Linked DNA regions of Zea mays: region 2 is linked to region 1. Evidence: chromatin contacts called from public Hi-C data. All regions are on one chromosome and are shown on one strand. Each heading gives the region's core, a stretch centred on a gene start, on an enhancer-like site or on the middle of the called end of the contact. The rest is flanking DNA. Distances are from core to core; before and after follow the strand shown.

Region 1 (5,523 bases), core at 1,987-4,486:
GATGCCTTGAGCTAGCATGGCCTCACACTGCCGCTCCAGCTCGTCCTTCTGTAGCTGTGCATACCAATACGGCCGTACTGCCACCGGAGCGGTACCGGGCAGCAGGTGTATACGGTGGTCGTAGGAGCGAGCCGGAGGCAGTCCCGTGGGCTCGTCGAAGATGGCGCCGTGTTGCTGAAGGAGGACGTCCATGAGGGGCTATTGGGCAGCGTCGGAGACTGCCACAGCCAGCTGCTGCGGGGCAGGCTGCTGCGAGGCCCGCACGCCCTGCCAGTGGATGCGCTAGCCCTGATGTCGGAATGACAGGGTTAGCGCCCGGAAATTCCACTGGATGGTCCCCAACGTCTCCAAGAAGTCCACGCCGAGGATGAAGTCGAAACAGCCGAGGTGCATCCCAACGCACGTGATGGAGAACGACTCGGAGCCGATGACGATGGGAACGTCGCGGGCTATTCTTGCACATGGCAGTCAGTCCCCATTGGCGACAGTGACCCGGAGGCGCTCGCCACCCTCCATAGGAAGCCCGAGACGACGCATCGTGTCCCCGTTGAGGAAGTTGTGAGTAGACCCCGTGTCCATGAGTGCCAACAGTCGCTCCCCTTTTATGAGGATAGGCAGTAGCAGTGTCTTGTTCGTACGGATTCCCGCTAGCGCGTGCAGCGAGACCACCAATGCGTTGGCTCCAGCAGCATCAGGTACGATCGGCTCATCCAAGGGATCCCCCGCACCCTCGTCGGTCGCGTCCTCGAGGAAGTCGTCTACCTCCAGGTAAAACAACCGCTGGCACACGTGCCCCCGGACATAGGGCTCATCGCAGTTGAAGCAAAGCCCCTGCCGGCGCCGCTCCTGTTGCTCGACCGGGGACAAGCGGCGAAAAGGGCGTGCTGGGGTATTGCCGTCGCCGACGGTCGTCGCACCAGCTGACGGGATAGTGGGTGGTGCTGGTGTCGCGCGGCTGGTCGCCTGCTACCGTTGTGGTAGCCGTGCCCCGCGCGGCTGAGATGGAGGCACGGCCGCTGCGCGCCGCTCGAATGCTCGTGTTAGGTACATGGCCGTCTGCATATCCTGCGGGGCGCGCAGCTCGACGTCCACCCGTAGGTGCTCGAGGAGGCCGCCAACGAACAGCTCCGTCTTCTGAAGAGGGGAGATGTCCCGTGCTTGACATAGCAGCGCCTGGAAGCGGTCTGCGTATTCCTGGACCGTGGACAGGAAGGGTAGCCATCCAAGCTCACAAGGCGAGAACCGCGCACTGCTGGCCCGAAGCGAAGACGACATAGCTCGGCGAAGCGGTCCCAAGGAGGCATGCCCTCATCCTGCTCCAGGGCATAGTACCATGTTTGTGCCGGTCCCTAGAGATGGTACGATGCCAGCCATGTCCTCGTCGTGCCCTGCGCCCACGATGGGATTGGGGAAGGTGACGGCGGAAATCGGATCTGCTGGATGGGGGTGAAGGCATGTGGTGGTGCGATGGACGATGAGCTTGGGTCGATTGGCATGTCGTATGGATAGGAAATTGGTTGCCAAGATATTGGGGGCGGCGGCGCAGGTGGTTGTGTGGGGGGTGGCAGAGGTGCAGGGGGTGGCGGCGCAGGTAGGGGTGGTAGCGGCGGCTGTGGTGGATGGGCGGCATGCTGGGCGGGGTATGCGAGCTGACCTATCAGCATGGCGTTGAGGGTGAGATGCACGTCGCGCATGGCGTGGCTGAGGTCTGTCAGCGACGCCGCGATCTGGGCTGGGGTGAGCGCCAGTGGGATCGCGGCCGCGGGCGCGCCGGGCGGGACGAGCACCATGGCGCCCGACGATATGGGGGTTGCGGCCAGGGTAGCGGGCAGCGCTGCAGACTGGCCCGACGACGGCGGCGGCTGCTGCACCGGCGATGGCGGCTTGGAGGGGGCGGACGTGCTCATGATCGTCGAGGTCTCTGATACCAGATTGTTATGTACCAAATCCTCTAGCCTGACTGATCGTAGGTTATAGCGGTGGGAGATTGGGGGACAAGGCTTGAAGTGCAACGAACGCCGAGCCGGCGCCGTAATTGACGGCGTAGCCCACAGGGGCGGCCAGCTAGGGCTAGAGGTAGCGGCTAGGGCTAGAACTGGAGGAATCCCGACTCCCTAAAGGAAGCCGGAAACAATCTTGTTTCTGCTTGACAATCTCAAGGTGTCTTACAAGTATTTATATGGAAGCTAGCTATCTAGATAAGTATGAACTAAGCTATCTAGATAAGTATGGATAAGTATGAACTATGGGCCTTGGGCCCTATCCTAAGGCCCTGTAGCGCCTAGTATAGGCCTGGCCGTACATAACACCAACACTCCTACATTTTCTATTTCAGAGCACCATTCCATTATAGACCCATGACAAGCATAATGTTCCGCAACAATTTATCCAAGTCAAAAAACGTAGCCCTAAAGAGGTACCAAATATCAGTAATTCAAAGGAACCGAATATGCCAATGTTAACTATTTACTTGGCACTGCCCAACAAAACTGAGTCTGAATATAACGTCACTCGTTAAAGAACTTACAGCGTCCTTGTCTTTTCTCTTGCTCGTCTTCTCCTTGGAATGCCTATCCTTCGAATCTCTCTCTATCAACACAGAAACACACATCAAAGTCACAACCTATCAAAGCTTTATTTCACATAACCATAGTGTACATGGAGCGAGCAGAAATTCACTTAACACGCTGAGCCTCGAAAACACAGAAATAAGCGCTTTTTTTTCAGAAAATGATAACCGAAGCTGTAACGATTTAGCATTCTTGGAATGTTTTTGTGACATAACATCCTTGGAATGTTGACGAAATCAAAGAACCGGAAGCTGTAACGATTTAGGAACCCAACCTTTTCCTTTGTTCCTGTCGATGTGTTTCCCCTTCTTCTTGTGTCTGTCATCGTCATCCTCCCTGTCGTCTCGGCTCCTCCTCTTGCTCTCCTTCTTGTCCCGCCTCTTCCGTTCCCCCCCTTCTTCATCCGCTAAACCAAGGAAGAAAGAAATCGATGGTCCGCAGCAAAACGAACCGACGGATTCAACCAAATAGGGGATACGATAGGTATCCCTGGGTGGCTGGGTACCTGAGGAGGTAGAAGAGCGGCGTTTCTTGGACTTGCCCTCGCCGCCGCCCATCGTCGCCGTCGGTGGTCCCGGCCTCGTCGGCCGCCCCGGGTTACAGAGGAGCGAAGGAACTGAGGAGTCCGGGAGCCTCGTGTTGGGCCCAAGTGTAAAGCCCATGTATTTTTGGCCCGCAAAGTCTGTGGATCAGGGACATACAGATACAGGTGATTCCGAAACATTTGAGGGCTTGTATGCAAAGTGATCCACGGGACTGCGGGAGCTAGGGTGAAACCGGATTACCCAGAGTATCGGATACAAATCTCTACTACTCTTAGAGTTGATTTGGTGACAAGGGGATCCCGGGAGGATTGGAGGCTCCAATCCTCCCGGGATCCCGGATCACCAAATCAGCCCTTAAGGGTAAGGAGGGCGTCCACCACGGCTCCGCCCTCCCCCCTCCCCGCTAATCTCGCCGCGTGAACACCGCGCACGCCCTCGTTAATCTCGACGGCTCCGCCCTCGCCCTCCTCCCCCCTATCTCCTCGTAGTCATCGCCCCTCCCCACCGCGCCTGCGCCCCATCATCGTCGCACCCGCCCCCACTCCTAGATCCGTCGTCCCTCACTGCGGTTTGATCCCACAGCCTCCCCCTTGATGCCCTCTCCTCCTCTCCCTCTGCCACAATGCTGGCTGCCACCACCTCCGTCAAGCCTCCACCACCGCGACATCGGACTCTAGTGGCTGGGGCAACTTCTCCGTGGTTGTGGCGGGCTCCAATTTCGCGGTCGACATCGAGGAGAGACAGGTCGTGTGTATCCAGGGCACGGATAGATGCCGAGAGATTTGGCTCTAGCGGCTGGCTGGGTCGTCGAGGAGAGGAGGACCGCGAGCGCATTGTCCCTCACCGGTGCCTCAAGCGGCTCCGTGACACGTACGTGTCCTCCAGCCTATGGCTGGCTCCTCCCCCACCATAGGGTATGGCACCGGTGCACCCTACTGCGCCACGATGACCCACGGAATGGAGATGGCCTTCGAGTGGGTGGTTCAACTCAAGGAGTACCACGAGAAGTTGCTGGTGGAGATCTACAGGTCGCCTCTCCTCTCTTTGCCTCGATCTAGATCCATCCCATACTTCTGTGGCACCACCCCCTCTCCCTCTTTGCCTCAATGCAGATTCATCCCATACCTCTGTGGTACCACCCCTCTCCCTCCTCTCCGCTCCTCCTAGGTGTCGTCGTAGGGAAGTGGAGTAGAAATCGTAGGGAAGCTGAGTAGCTAGAGCCGCTTGGAGATCAGATTGCATGGCTCTTTCAGAAAAAGGGTCGGGGATCTAGTTAAAAAACCAAGTAAAGTCACCTTTTCGACAATCTCCTTTCCATAAAAAGCGCTCATGTCTTTGCATATTGCTTGCTTTTGCTACAACAAAAGGCATGTGCTCCTTTTGGCCAATCATCTACTCATGTTCAGACTGCAGTTAACTGTAGTGGCTAACGAGTGGATGTGAGCCCAAAAAATTGGATCTTGACTCTTGAGCCATTGTTACTTTAATTGTTAACCATCATAATCCATCTTGAATTCTTGGTCTTATGCTACTCAAGGCGGTAATCATCTGCTCGTGCTATCCCTTTAATACGTTGATTTATAGAGTACTGGAAATTTGTGTTCTTCTTAACTTTTTTGCTTTATCTACTTTTCTTTCTTTTAGTTCTTCCACCAAACCAATTGATTATTATGATTACCTAAAGTCCACCTCAAACATGCAGTTTAGCTCTGAAAAGTATATATCTCACATCATATATTTATTTATTGACCAATCGATGCCCTTTTGGGACAACCTCTAGAAAATAGATCACACTGGATTTTTTTTAATCACAACAATTTGGTTTCATTTGTCAATTGAGATAGAACCCTTTTTCCATTGTAAAGATCGTGAATAATTCACATGTTTCGCTTTACTCAATTCATAATCTAACAATTATTTTAAAGCTTCACATTTATGAGTTGATGCAATTGCTGACGAATTAACCACATTACTATAAGGCAGGCAGGAGCGCTCCACATTCATTAAGGCATACATTCGTAGATGGAAGCATAAGTGAACTATCATTTGATGGGCCCTTGAGAAATCCATGTCATCATCAGCAAGGTGAGCTAAGATCCTCATGTAATTTTCACTCAGAGTCCTTGTGTCATGTGTACTCTGTTATGTCATCATCTGATTATTTTATGGTTACCATTAAGTTTGTAGATAGTTAACAATATATTTTTATTCCTGATGTTCTTGACCTACGGTGCATTTTTTCTGAACATTCAACACAAATATCAGTGTATATATCTTCATATTAACAAGAGAATGAAATAGTCACATACAACACAACCCCCTTATCTCAGAAGAGAATAGGAAAAGGTTGCCTAAAAGACTAGGAAAGAATACCTAAAACAAGCTGGTGGCCATGAGCACCAAATGTG
Region 2 (5,995 bases), core at 2,271-4,770, 330 kb after region 1:
CTATTATGTTCAAAAGGGGGAGAAAGTAGTATTTCAAAATGATACATCAAAACCCTCTTGAACACTAAGAGGAGGATCTCTTTTAGGGGGAGTTTTGTTTAGTCAAAGAAAAAGCATTTGAAACAGAGGGAGAAAATTTCAAAAATTGAAAATGCTTTGCAAATCTTATTCATTTACCTTTGACTATTTGCAAAAGAGCTTTGAAAAGGATTTACAAAAGAGTTTGCAAAAACAAAACTCGTGGTGCAAGCGTGGTCCAAAATGTTATAAGTAAGAAACAATCCATGCATATCTTGTAAGTATTTATATTGGCTTAATTCCAAGCAACCTTTACACTTACATTGTGCAAACTAGTTCAATTATGCACTTCTATATTTGCTTTGGTTTGTGTTGGCATCAATCACCAAAAAGGGGGAGATTGAAAGGGAATTAGGCTTACACCGAGTTCCTATATAATTTTGGTGGTTGATTTGCCCAACACAAATCTTTGGACTAACTAGTTTGCCCAAGTGTATAGATTATACAGGTGTAAAAGGTTCACACTCAGTCAATAAAAAGACCAAGTTTTGGGTTCAACAAAGGAGCAAAGTGGGAACCGAAGGCCCTCTGGTCTGGGAGCACCGGACTGTCCGGTGCACCACCGGACAGTGTCCGGTGCACCAGAGGACTCCAACGAGAACTCGCCACCTTCGGGAATTTTCCAAGCCGGCGCACTATAATTCACCGGACTGTCCGGTGTACACCGGACAGTGTCCGGTGCTCCAAGGAAGCGCGACCTCAGGAACTAGCCAGCCTCGGGATTTCACTTCAGCCGCTCCGCTATAATTCACCGGACTGTCCGGTGTGCACCGGACTGTCCGGTGTACCAGCGGAGCAACGGCTACCTGCGCGCCAACGGCTACCTGCAGCGCATTTAATGCGCGCTCTGCGCACGCAGATGGCAGGCGCGCCCATTCTGGCACACCGGACAAGGAACAGTAGATGTCCGGTGTGCACCGGACACCCAGGCAGGCCCACAAGTCAGAAGCTCCAACGGCTAGAATCCAACGGCAGTGTGACGTGGCAGGGGGCACCGGACTGTCCGGTGTGCACCGGACTGTCCGGTGCGCCATCGAGCAGACAGCCTCCCAACGGCCACATTTGGTGGTTGGGGCTATAAATACCCCAACCACCCCACCATTCATTGCATCCAAGTTTTCCACTTCCCAACTACTACAAGAGCTCTAGCATTCAATTCTAGACACTCCAAAAGAGATCAAATCCTCTCCAATTCCACTCAAGCCTTTAGTGACTAGCGAGAGAGATTTGCCGTGTTCTTTTGAGCTCTTGCGCTTGGATCGCTTTCTTTCTTTCTCACTTGCTCTTGTGATCAAAACTCAATTGTAACCAAGGCAAGAGGCACCAATTGTGTGGTGGCCCTTGCGGGGAAGTTTTGTTCCCGTTTGATTGAGAAGAAGAAAAGCTCACTCGGTCCGAGGGACCGTTTGAGAGAGGGAAGGGTTGAAAGAGACCCGGCCTTTGTGGCCTCCTCAACGGGGAGTAGGTTTGCAAGAACCGAACCTCGGTAAAGCAAATCCGCGTGTCTCACTTGTTTATTCGCTTGCGATTTGTTTTGCGCCCTCTCTCGCGGACTCATTCTTTTATTACTAACGCTAACCCCGCTTGTAGTTGTGTTTATATTTGTAAATTTCAGTTTCGCCCTATTCACCCCCCCTCTAGGCGACTTTCAACGGGGCCTAAGATTAATTTGATAATGCAGCATAAAATGTAAAACACAGATCTACTTGCAGATAGTATCCATGACATTATAACAGAATAGATCTGAACTAACTCAACAAGATTAACACATACAAGAAGAGTCGACAACAGATCTAACCATAAGACCATCATGCAATAAACTGAAAATGCAGATTTACTTACAGTGACGAGTGATGGTGAGGACCCCGAGCGGACGTGTACAAAGCACTTCAAAGAAACCTGATTCGTCGGCACCTGTGCAGGTTGTCAAAACGTCAGCGTTGGTTCAGAGACACCCTCTCCCTTTATCTGTTGCACGACAGAGCAGAGAAGCGGCGACGTAGAGAGATGAGAAGAAGAGGACAAGTCGATGCCACATTCGATCTACTAAATTTCAGTAACTATCCTCTGGAATATCTCTACATGCAACCACCCGGAGATCTCGCACGCAATGTGCGTGGCCATTACTTTTGGTTGATGTGACAGTCTAGGTGTGGGGTATTTGATAACCATATAAATGTCACGACGTGATTGTGCACGGTCACAAGTCAAAGTCACGCGATAAATAACGCAATCGTGCACGCACGCGCGCGACATTCTCTATAACCCTTTATTTGTCTAATGTAAAGAGTATGGAACACTCACACATATAAGTTAGTTCTATCTTGTATAGACGAGCAATATGAGACTAAAACCACATGTCATCTCTACATACTATCTTAGCTTACTTATTGAATTGGGTTACACACTTGTGGGCCTAATTACAACAATTATATCTCCAAAGAGTCCAAACATGAATTTTCATTTGCATGTTATGCTTCGAAAGTGTCAAAAACACACTCTAACCTAGCCTGGTACATCTATCACAGCTATGGAAAAACAAGGGCGAATAACCAACAACAAATATCCCCTAGGAATACTGCTTCAGAAACTTGATCACCATGTATTACTCGACAGTTCTACAGTTCTCGGAGTCTATTTACGGCGCAAAATCCGCAAGAATCATTTATATTTTTTCTGTAGAAATCAATTTACTTCTATATTAAAGACACAAGAGCAGAAAAAAAATAATCTCCACACTCTAAAGAGATCTTTAGACTTTTTAGATTAATGTGTTTTAATAGAGTACGTAAATTATAGAGAGACTCAGAGACAGAACAGCGCACAAAGCAATCAGAACCTGCATCAGTAGACAAGTAGACAAGGGGCGTTCTCGTGGTGCATCTCCGAATTGTTATGAACAATGACATCACGACAGCAACACCACCTACCCATCGTTTTTACGGGTTCCGCCTAAGATGTCGGTGCTTACGATCAGTGCCCAAACCCTAGGCGACGCGTACTTGAGCAAAAAACTAATCACCAAACGTGAGAGGGCAGAGGAGAATACGAAGGCAAAATCGAAATCAGCTGGATGGGAGAAACATCGATGCGGTCAAATCTAGCCGCATAGAGCCATATAGACGAATGGAAATTGATCTCCTTTGTTAATTACTACTAATCGCAGCCTGATGGGACCCCTGGTTGTCCTTTACCGGAGTGGTTAGGAGTATATTAGAGCACGGGAGCCATACAGGCGCAGCAGGACGCGAGAAGAGAACGTGAAGGGCCCCACGACCGAGCCGAACGCAGCGCGGTCGCACGGACAACCGCCACCGCCACCGCCACCTACCCACCCGGGCCGGCGGGGGGCGTTGCACGTTCCGCTGCGCAGGCCACTTTTTTTATTTTTTTATTACATTTTCCTCTTCCTTTTTATACGAACGAGGAACGATCACACGCAGACACGCTTCCGCGGCGCCACCACCTTCCGCCCTCCGCTGCCCGCTCGCCTCCGCGCCCGAAAGGCAAAGCCTCCTCGCTCCTGCCCCGCCCCCTCCTCGCGGCGTCGGTCAAACCCTAGCACACCGTACGCGCAGGCCCGCCCGCTCCCATTCCCCACCTCCACCCATGGCGGCGCTCTCCGCGCCCCTCCGCGCCGTCGCCGCCGGATCCCGCGTCGCCGCGTCCGACCCCGTCAAGGTACACCCTCGTGCTCTCTCTGTCTCCCGCGTGCATGCCGGGTATTTTTTTTCGCCTTCCGTATCGTTTTCGATTCGCTGGAGCAGCTCGCTCGCTTGCTCGCTCGCGCGGGTGGGTGGGTCGCGGGTTCCTTTCACGGATTCATTGCCGCGCCTAGATTTGGCCCCGGTCCAAGTCTGGCGGCAGCGGTTCGGCGGAGTGCTCGACCGTGTGCTAGGCCGACATGTTCTCCCCCGCGTTCCGGCTGTTTGTTTGGACTTTGGAGTGCGAAACTGCAGGCTACAGGGAATCGGGGTTTTCTCACCGTACTATTTTTGTTTTATTTCAAAAATTCTGGGAACTCGGAGTTTTGTCCCGAGCTCGTTCCAGGTGCCCCTCGGGAGGGCATCAGTTTCCTGTTGATTGCAATGCCCTCATCCTCACCCCTGACGGAATGGCCTACGATTCCTAGCACATTGCAGCGCCCCCACTGATGCGATTTGGCTGTCATGCTTGTACTTGTAGGTCTCGTGCGTGAGGAGCACTGGCTCAGCTCACTTCGGCTGCGCCTTCCCCTACATCAGGGCCTCCTCTTCGGCGTAAGTGCTTGCTTTCAACGCCGTAGTCACTGTCGCCTTGTAAATGTAGTTTCAGGCATTGCTATTGTCCGTCTAACTCACTGTGAATTGAAGTGCGAGGAACCTCGAGCCGCTGAGGGCGATAGCCACGCAGGCGCCCCCTGCCATGCCACGTAAGTAGCTGTCGTGCCGACCAAACGTTTCATGTGAGCTGTGCAGCCTGCGGTGGATTTGTAATTTTCTTCTTCCTTTGTTTCTCTGTAGAATATTCGAGTGGGGAGAAGACAAAGATTGGCATCAACGGTGAGTTCTTTTATGTACTGTTGTAGGAACTAAAATGACGTGGAAACTGTTGTATTGTGATCTGAATGAGACAGATCGACCGTTGACCACCTTGGGCTTTTGCTGGTCAATGTGTTTTGTCTTAGGCTTGGCTGGCCTTTCTCACCAATATCTACTGTGTGCTGCAATCACACTACTTGAGATGTCATGTTTTAAGGTTTTACAAAGGCAGTTTTTAGTTCCTGGTTGAGTATTTGTTGCACTAGCTAACTACATCTAGCAAATAGATCATTCTTTGCTTTCTGAGTTACTTTGCAGTTGAATGCAAGTATGGACTAGGTGAATTATATCAGATCCTATTTCTGATTTGTTATTCCCCCCTTCTTTTCTTGTTACTGTAGGGTTTGGGCGGATTGGCAGGTTGGTCCTGCGAATTGCAACCAGCAGAGATGATATTGAAGTTGTGGCTGTGAATGACCCTTTCATTGATGCTAAGTACATGGTAAGGAAGCTAATTCTTATTTTGGTTATAATATTTCACATGTCAGATTCTGGACGTTTCATTTGACAACAATGAGCTAATTAAGAGTTTTGTTTGCATTTTCCTTCTGATCATTTGGGAACTGCTCTACCTGAGCAGAGATACACAGTTACAGCCCTGACTACAACACTAGCTCAATTGAAATAATTCTCTTTAATCTGATGCAAACCAAAATTCCTGTTAGCCCATTTATGTTATGTTTCATGTGCTTTCACTTGCTTTAGTATGTTATGCATGCGGTAGCTTTACAAAATAACTGCTATACTGATCCTTCATGTTGTTTTTCTTTTTTTTCTTTTTCTTTACTAAAACATTGTTTTCTATTCTTCCAACAAGTTTCCAAATTCTGTATGTCAAGCGAATGCACATTATTCACGGGAACAATGCAGCTAATGTGGAACCAGCAGATTTTTTAGTTCTATTACATTTTTTACTTCACTGTTGGTTTAACAACTGTCAATTTCTCTGCATGAGGTTTGGTATTATTTGTGTTTTCTATATAATCTCCCCCTTTCCAGGCCTATATGTTCAAGTATGATTCCACTCATGGCCCGTTTAAAGGTTCTATTCGTGTCGTGGATGATTCAACCCTCGAGATCAATGGGAAGAAGGTCACAATTACAAGCAAAAGGTAATGTTCATTGAGTTCACATCAGTATCTTATTTGACTATTGTACATGACATTGTTATATTGCAGTTGTGCTAGTAAGGTTGGTTTTGGTGAATACTTGTGGGTTGATACCTTTTTGTTTGCTATGAATACATGTTTATTTCAGTCTGTTTTGTAGACACAACTCATTACACTTTATAACTTGCCAGCTTGCCATGCTGTATGCCAAATTTCTTTGATCTGTTA

The links. Hi-C and Micro-C count contacts between places; a contact is called where the count stands out from the background.
Region 2: a contact with region 1 is called in a Hi-C map of ear, with 1.9 times the contacts expected there. The contact joins the promoter of LOC100282981 here to the promoter of LOC100281976 in region 1. A contact is called at or near these places in 2 of 25 Hi-C or Micro-C datasets (ear and tassel).

Annotation. Positions count from the first base shown.
Region 1 is chr5:86,947,627-86,953,149 of Zm-B73-REFERENCE-NAM-5.0, forward strand. It overlaps LOC100281976 (splicing factor, arginine/serine-rich 12), which reads right to left and starts at 3,237. Exons shown (of 4, transcript NM_001154893.2): 1 at 3,076-3,237; 2 at 2,845-2,976; 3 at 2,528-2,589. The coding sequence starts at 3,127.
Region 2 is chr5:87,272,802-87,278,796 of Zm-B73-REFERENCE-NAM-5.0, forward strand. It overlaps LOC100282981 (Glyceraldehyde-3-phosphate dehydrogenase, cytosolic), which reads left to right and starts at 3,521. Exons shown (of 14, transcript NM_001155885.2): 1 at 3,521-3,759; 2 at 4,264-4,337; 3 at 4,431-4,489; 4 at 4,581-4,619; 5 at 5,000-5,100; 6 at 5,658-5,770. The coding sequence starts at 3,688.